2 separate regions of the Zea mays genome follow, and region 1 is linked to region 2. A link is a contact called in public Hi-C data. All regions are on one chromosome and are shown on one strand. The core of a region is the stretch at or near the end of the contact, and the rest is flanking DNA. Distances in the headings are between cores, read along the strand shown. Region 1 holds the start of LOC100217254. Region 2 holds the start of LOC100283375.

Region 1 (4,297 bases), core at 328-2,827, 210 kb before region 2:
ATTTATTCTGTGCAGGAATAATAGAAAAGAAAGAAACTACCAGGTTCCAACAGGAAATCATGTTTCAGTGGTTTCCTGTTGGAACCTGGTAATATGGATGGGTTCTTTTAAATCTGATCTAGCTTTACAAATTCTTCAAGTAATCCTCCTCATGCAAAAAACTCCAATCCTCATGTTCACGATGAGAATTTTTTAAACAAAACTTTGGCTAAGCCATGATCATGCAGTGACTGAAAATGTGTGCATGAACTACCAGTTAGCCCAATTGCGGACCTACCAATCCTATGAATTTGTAGTACCATACAAATTATAGCTAAGCAAGAGCAACTCTGATGTGATCTTCTGAATTCCAATCTAATTTTTCACAGGAATAGGGAGGTTACCAGAAGACACTGAAGCATAAAGCTTATTTTAGTTCTTCATGGGTCAGCTTCGGATTCACTGGGTTGAATTGAGCATCCGCCATAAGTGTCAGCTTAAGTTTTTAATCCATTATTTGAACCTGGAGTACCATATAGCACAACATAGTCACAAAGAGAGCGAAATTAATAAAACTATGGAAATTCTTGTGGTCTTGTTCAATGTAACAGTATATACTTTTTAAAGAACAAAAACTATACTAGAAATGATAGGCTGATAGGAGTTGGAGTCCCAACATCATGAAGCCTGCAAATAATTGAACTTGGTTTCGGTAGTAGTTTGGGTGCTAAAACATTAACTTTGTAAATGATTCTTAACACAGAAGTAACTGCATAATTGTGTATATTCCCTCTTTCTTAAAAAAAATAAAACCGCATAACTTTGAAGCAGCGTTCCACTTATAAGCTTTGCTACGTCTCGCCTCTGACTACGATTCAGCCAAAATATTGTGCTTCTGAGAAGAGAGTTCAAGCTGCACGGCATCAAAGCACCTTTCTTAAATGACCCAACCTCTACTTAACAATCTTCAATAGGTTGGGAACACGATATCACCAATAAATTTTGCACAAAAATATAGACGAGTGAACAAGTTTACACTGCACATGACACGAACCCAGAATTGTTTTGAAAATCTTGTCGTTTCTGACAGCTAACAAAATCTCCTGGATCAAAAGCCACACCCGCAACGATCTGCATGAACTGGCACCCTACATCAATTGATCTAATGCCTCAATGAAACACGCAATGGGACACCCCCCCCCCCCCCCCCCCTCCCGCATTCAACAGCAACACGGCGGAGAAGGGTCCTCCGATGCACAAGTGGGTGTCACCCAAAACGAATGCAGCCTTCACAGCATCCTGAAGCCAGACGAGCGCCCGGCAACCACATTGCCTCATTTGCGCCTCGATCCCAAGTTCCCAACCTACCAAGGATTCCTCACACCACCCTGCGCAAGCGTAACGCGCACCGAGCGAAGAGCGGAGGCGGCAATGCGGCTCACCTGCTGGCACGGGGGCCCGGAATCTCACGTCGGCGCGCGCGGAACCAAACCTGCCACCTCCTCTTTCTCTCTTCTGTTCGCGCGCGCCCCTCTCGATCCCCTCCTTCCGTCTCCTCCTCCCCCGCCGCCGCTCCGGTCTCCCCGTTCTATTTTCTCTCGCCGCTGAGGCTCGTCCGCTCGTCCCTCACGCCCGCACTTTCTCCGGGAAATTCCGTGGCCCCGACGATCCCAGGGAAATACGTAGCCTAACCACCCGCCTCACTGCATCCTGGGACCGCGGCCTCCGGGCCCGACGTGTCAGAGAAACGGTCCGATTCACGTGGCGTTCTCCACGTTCGTTGCGCCACGAGCTAGAGCGGGCGCGCGGACCGGGTCAAGCGACTGGGTCCGTAGGATCTCGATGCTAGGCACGTGGCGGCAGATCAGGGGCTCTCACCCGGGGTGACATTTCTGTGCGGTCGGAGTGGGAAGCACGTAGAATGCCGTGGGGGATGGGCATGCAACCATGTACTACTTGCGTGACCCCACCTATTCTTGGTCTTGAGTTCTAATGCCACACTTTTCCCACCCGCTAGCTAATATGGCATTGTACATTTAAATATTTGATGTGACAGATACTAAATTTTAGTATGGTGAAACCAAATACCCTCGTATACACTATAGTACTAGGAGTATCCTATTACCTTTAGGTAGTGTTTGGTTGAAGAGCCAAGTAGAACGGAGCCGTTCTGTCCCAGATTTGTTGTTGTTTGGTTATAAAGTAACTAGAATGGAGTGGCTCCAATTAGGAAATATTCTCCTCAAATCCGGAACCATCAAACTCCAAAAAATCAATGGGACGGAGCCGCTCCGTTCCCAGCCCGCTCGCACAGCTCGCCCTCTCATCCGTGCGCAGCAGCTCGCGCGCCTCTCTCTGCAACCAAACAAAAAACAGAGCCACTCTGTTCCAGTTCACTCTGCAACCAAACAAAAAACAGAGTCACTCCGTTCCAGCTTACCAAACACAGAACAGAGCGGCTCCATTCCTAAAATCAGGAATAGAGCGACTCCGTTCTATTTGGCTCCTCAACCAAACACTACCTTAGTTAAAAGACGTTCCGGTTTCAGTCTCTCCCCGCGTTTCACGCGCTCTCGGCCGCGCGCGAGCCAACTCGTGGCCGCACACCACGGACCCGAAATTTTACTTCAAATCAACCAAATTGCAGCGTTGCGTCCGGTCTTCCTTTCCCAGCTCGGTCGACGCGTTCGCCACGGCTGCGCAGGCCTCCTCCTCCGCGGTCGGCTCCGCCTCCGATCCCCTCCCTTCTTCCACGATGCGAGCACACCCGCTCATCCTCTTCGTACCTGCGCCACCACCTCATCCTCTTCCTCGCCGCGCCGACACCCACCGCGCTCTCTCCCTCCCCGTGCAAGCGCCGCTACCCTGTTGTCGCGCCCGCACCTCCTTCCCCATCCGCACCCGCCGCGGCTCCTCCGGAGACGCTCCGGTTTCAGTCTCTCCCCGCGTTTCACGCGCTCTCGGCCGCGCGCGAGCCAACGCGTGGCCGCACACCACGGACCAGAAATTTTACTTCAAATCAACCAAATTGCAGTGTTGCGTCCGGTCTTCCTTTCCCAGCTCGGTCGACGCGTTCGCAACGGCTGCGCAGGCCTCCTCCTCCACGGTCGGCTCCGCCTCCGATCCCCTCCCTTCTTCCACGATGCGAGCACACCCGCTCATCCTCTTCGTACCTGCGCCACCACCTCATCCTCTTCCTCGCCGCGCCGACACCCACCGCGCTCTCTCCCTCCCCGTGCAGGCGCCGTTACCTGTTGCCGCGCCCGCACCTCCTTCCCCATCCGCGCCTGCCGCGGCTCCTCCGGCAGCTCCGCCACGCGCCCAACCGCAACCTGTCCGCACGTCCACCGCTGCCTGGTAGTATCTGTCAAATCAGCCACTTGTCCTCTTTTTCTTCAAATCAAGTCTGTTTCCCGTTCCTTTCTACCCTCTCCCTCGTCTCCGGGGGGGTGGCGGTGGCCTCACCTCCCTCTCCCCGTCGCCCTGATGGCTCCCTCCGCAGCTCTCGCTCCGGTAGCCTTCCGCTCCGCCTTCTCGACGCCGCTCGCGTCGGAACCTACCCGTAAGTCCCAAACCTCTGACTTTTACGACCCATCTCGGTCGGCCTCGCCGATCATCCTCCTGCTCCTTTGCCTCTGATGAGACGCCGAGCACCGCCGCCGCAGCAGCAAGCGCCGCCACCACCTCCATCGGCACCACTCGCTGCCCCCCACGTACGACGTGTGGATCTCCGAGCGCACCTTCGTCGACGAGCGTCGCTGCCGCGTGCTCCAGCACCTCGGCGTCACCTCCGACCTGTCGCCTCCCCCACCTTGCCGCTCGTCGTTGCCTACCGCGTCTGCCCCTTCCTTGCCACTAGCGCCCCCGGAGGAGCCCAGATCTAGCGACGGGCTTGGGAGGCCCTCCCTGGCGTGAAACCCTAGCTCTAGAAACTAGACTACGACACAGAGCTCGATTTCAGAGAGGTGCAGGAGGAGGATGTGGTGCACGAGGTCCGGGAGGGGCTGCCTTCATCGCCGAGGTCGACAAGCTCGCCCCCAAGGTTAGCACTTGGCACAATACCAATACATCCATCCATTCATCATAATATTACATCCGAACCATGTGGAGGGCGGGATATATGCAACAATCTGATATTCCATACTACCTGAACCATGTGGAAGCAAGGATAGATTTTCTTATGTTCTCCATGTTATCTACTCAGGTAAACCAGTCTGGCACACCATCTAACTGATAATATGCACCTGAGCTATGTAGTCGAAAGGTGTATTCTATATTTGGAAGCTAATAGCCTAAGACGAGGAAGCCACTGATTGGA
Region 2 (4,002 bases), core at 162-2,661:
AGAAAAGCATGTCATCTATACCACTGTATAATTCATCCGTTTAAACTTTACAAAAACACACCCAACCAAGTCACCCACAAACTCATAACCCCTACTAAATCCATCAAACAAATTACACCTGGACTCAACACATTATATGGTTGGGTAGAGATTCATCTTCCTCGATCTTGATATTCCAAGGATACGAGTACACATTTTACACAAGACCACTAACCGAAATAGTGGTGTTTGTATATATGCCACACACAGTAATAGAAATAATAACTCATACAATGGTTATGTAGAGAAGATATGGGGAACCGTGGAAACAAGAACACATAGTCTTGTGTTAGATTATAAGATGTAATATGTTGCGGTTCTCTTGCCGGTTTAGGAAGCATTGCCCTCCTTTATATAGTCTACAAGACAAGTTTTTTATATAATTTAGGAGTCATGGTAGGATTATAAAATAAAGTTGTAACAGGGTTTAGAGTTGGTAAGGGCTCGGATCAACAAGTCCTCCTCCATGGAAATGTTTGTTTTAATGGTCTTGTGCAACCTGAATGTACAGAAACCACAAGATCTTCAAGAATGCCTCTCCAACAATTGAAGGTTGCAAAGCAATATTCAAGCTTGAAATAACTTCGCTCTTCTGGCGTGTGAACAAGAAAGCTCTGCCTCTACTTTAAGAAAAGGGTGCAAAACCACATCTGATTTCCTACTCTACTCCAATTCTCTTACTTCCTACACTTCTTCGTCTCCTAATATGTGTGAAGGATTAGTTTTCAGAGTAACTTCCCTTACTTTTTGTTTGCGCCTCATGTTCTTATTTTGTAAGACTGTTGCTGGTTTGGAACCTTTTAAATTTGCAATAGGAGCTCAAACTCCTACTGTTTCAATTTTTTTAAAAAAGAGGTTCTAGCTTGACATGCCATAAATCATTGCCTGGCCCAAGCTGCCGTCCAAGCACTCCTTATATACATGTGCATGCTGGAGAAAAAAAGGGTAATTTTATGTCTCTGCTAAACTATTTGAAAATTTCTAGGATGTCTTTGTTTTAGAGACAGAGGGAGTAGCCAGTGGACACTAAGCAAGCACAGTGCTGAAAGTTCTCAGCAACAGCAGTCAGCAGATAACGGATAGACATAGAGAGGAGCACAGGGTAAGGATCCACCGGATCCGTCCCCGTGGACTTTCCCGTGCGTCGCGCGTGAACGAGATGGGTTTTGATTTCACGCCCTCTTCCAAAGTCCATTGCTTGCTTCTCGCGGGCGGGCGACCCCACCCGCACGACGTCGCGAATGACCCGTCTCCACTTGTCGGCCGTGACCACTTGGTCCTGCGCCCAACGCCCTTCCAAGTTCCAACACCTGTCCCGCCGCCCCCGCTATAAAAACCCGCGACGCCGGCCGAGGGCGCCCCAAGCCAACACGGTCACACGACTGCATAATTGTGCTCGCTCGCCGGGCCCCGGGACGTGACACATCGCACGGCCGAAGCAGCTTGCCGGCTGCCGCGTTTCGCCTCCCGCCTGCCGTGCCGCCCGTGACCGCGAGAAGGCCGGCAGCTTTGCATGAGGAGGAGGAGGATGGGGGCACTGCACGTCGTCGGCGAGCCCAGGATCAGCTTCCGCCAGCAGCCTGCAGCAGTCGTCGCGAAGAACGGCGGCCACGGCGCCGTCGTCGAGGAGATCCACGGCCTGATCCGCGTCTACAAGGACGGACACGTGGAGCGGCTCCCGGCGATCCCAGCCGTGCCCTGCACGTGGGGCGGCACGGCCCCGGACGCGCCGGGCGGCGTCGTCGCGAGGGACGTGGTGGTGGACCCCGCGACGGGGGTGTGGGCGCGGCTGTACGCGCCGACGTCGGCGGGGGACGGAGCCAGGCGCCCCGTCGTGGTGTACTTCCACGGCGGCGGGTTCTGCGTCGGGTCCGCGGCCTGGAGCTGCTACCACGAGTTCCTCGCCCAGCTCGCGGCGCGCGCGGGCTGCGCCGTGATGTCCGTGGACTACCGGCTGGCGCCCGAGCACCGCCTGCCGGCCGCGTTCGACGACGGGCTGGCCGCGGTGCGGTGGCTGCGGCACCAGGCCGCAGCGTCAGCGTCAGCGTCAGCGTGCTGCAACGACGACCTGTCGTGGTGGCGGGCCCGCTGCGGCTTTGACCGCGTGTTCCTCATGGGCGACAGCGCGGGCGCCAGCATCGCCTTGCACGTGGCCGCGAGGCTCGGGCAGGGCCAGCTTGGCGCGCTGCCCCCCTTGACCGTCAGGGGCGCCGTCCTGATCCAGCCATTCCTGGGCGGCGAGGGGCGTACCGCGTCCGAGAAGAACGTGGCGCAGCCGCCACGGTCGGCGCTGACGCTGGCCACCTCCGACTGCTACTGGCGGCTGGCGCTGCCGGCCGGAGCCAGCCGCGAGCACCCCTGGTGCAACCCGCTGTCGGGCCGCGCCGCGCCGCGCCTGGAGACCACTCCGCTGCCCCCGCTCCTGGTGTGCGTCTCGGAGACGGACATCCTGCGGGACCGCAACCTGGAGCTGTGCAGGGCGTTGCGCGAGGCGGGCAAGCGCGTGGAGCAGGCCGTGTACGGCGGCGTCGGGCACGCGTTCCAGGTGCTCCACAACTGCCACCTGTCCCAGCCGCGGACGCAGGAGATGCTCGCGCACATCAAGGCCTTCGTCAGCGCCAGGTAGCAGGCGCCGCAGCAGCAGCCGCCTCCTCCATTCGTCGTTGGTCCCTAACAAACAGACACTCGCCATGTTAATTAATCCACTACCTAATCCTAATCCAATCGAAGAGTAGATGCCGTGTAAGCAACCAGAACCAGCCTTGTGCAGTACTGTATCAGTAGTGTGTGACTTGGAGCAGAAAGCGTCCAATGCCCAGCCCGGGTTGTTGTTGTAGCGGTGTCGGAAAGCAAAAGCTTATCACTACACTACCCCGGTCGTCTGGCCGCTTCATATACATGTATGATCCGCCGTTCATTTCATTTCATCTTGTTAAGAAAGCCTGATGCTGTTTCTAACTCGTGGTGCTGCCGTCGTCTCCCAGCACACGGAATGTCCAGGGCGGGCAAATCATATGATTGCCTCCCGGCCGGGCGGTCCGGCGCTAGCTTTCTGCTTTTTCGCGGGCATCATGAAGTGAACAAACAAGTGTTTCTTTCCCTGTCTCCGTGTTCGGAAAGGCGATCTCTACCTACGATCATTAGGGGCTGTTCGTTTCGCAGGGAATGGAGAGGTGGAATAAATATGACTTGGATTCTTTCAATAATTACTATAAGTTTTGGAGATTTGGAATTAATCCTGGTCTGTTCCAGCAGAAACGAACAGACCCTTAGTAGGAGGCTAATAAAACTAAACGGTGGTTGCCTTGCCTGTGTTATTTTAGTGATACACAACTAACAATTTATCTAAAACAAAAGCGGTTCCTCCTCCTCCGATCCGATATAGGCGACAGCATAGAATCTGTGCGTGGTCTGCGTGCCATGATAGACAGATGCCTTGCGCCCTCAGCCATCGCACAAGATGCCCAAGCAAGGCAGCAGCAGCGACTTGGCAGAGTGGCAGGTCTGTAGAGAGCACAAGCAGACGGGCGACGGCTACTGGGTACTACTGCTGCAAGAGGCTGAGAGCGGGCCGGGAGGGGAGTGCGTCGTCCTCGTCCCCGCTTGCGGCGCTCGTGCCGGAGGGTGGTGCCTCGAGAGAGTACACGGTTTCGGCAGCTAGCAAGCAGCGTGCCTGTCATTGGCTAGCTTGGCCGGGCTCAGTCTCACTCACCACCAGCCACATCATTGCATTACATGGGCGCAGCTGATTTTTTCGCGTGCAAGCAGGCCAACCATCATGTGCGATCGATCATGCCTGCCTGCCTGTCTGGATAAAGGTTCAGAAAACGCATGCATATCTGCTGCCTGCAACAGGTAGCTAGTGACCTAGTGTTGCCTCTCTTAGGATTTTCGTCGACGATGCCATAATTCATGTATGCTGCTGTTTAGCTAGTTGACAGTAACACGTGCAGCTGGGGCGCC

What was found. A called contact is a pair of places that touch in the nucleus more often than the background predicts.
Region 1: a Hi-C map of endosperm shows a contact between it and region 2, with 2.2 times the contacts expected there. The contact joins the promoter of LOC100217254 here to the promoter of LOC100283375 in region 2. A contact is called at or near these places in 8 of 25 Hi-C or Micro-C datasets (bundle sheath, ear, endosperm and 2 more).

The regions. Positions count from the first base shown.
Region 1 is chr9:147,847,050-147,851,346 of Zm-B73-REFERENCE-NAM-5.0, reverse strand. It overlaps LOC100217254, which reads right to left and starts at 1,577. Exons shown (of 24, transcript NM_001362447.1): 1 at 1,422-1,577; 2 at 384-502.
Region 2 is chr9:147,640,890-147,644,891 of Zm-B73-REFERENCE-NAM-5.0, reverse strand. It overlaps LOC100283375, which reads left to right and starts at 1,411. Exons shown (of 1, transcript NM_001156276.2): 1 at 1,411-2,856. The coding sequence starts at 1,553. The coding sequence ends at 2,665.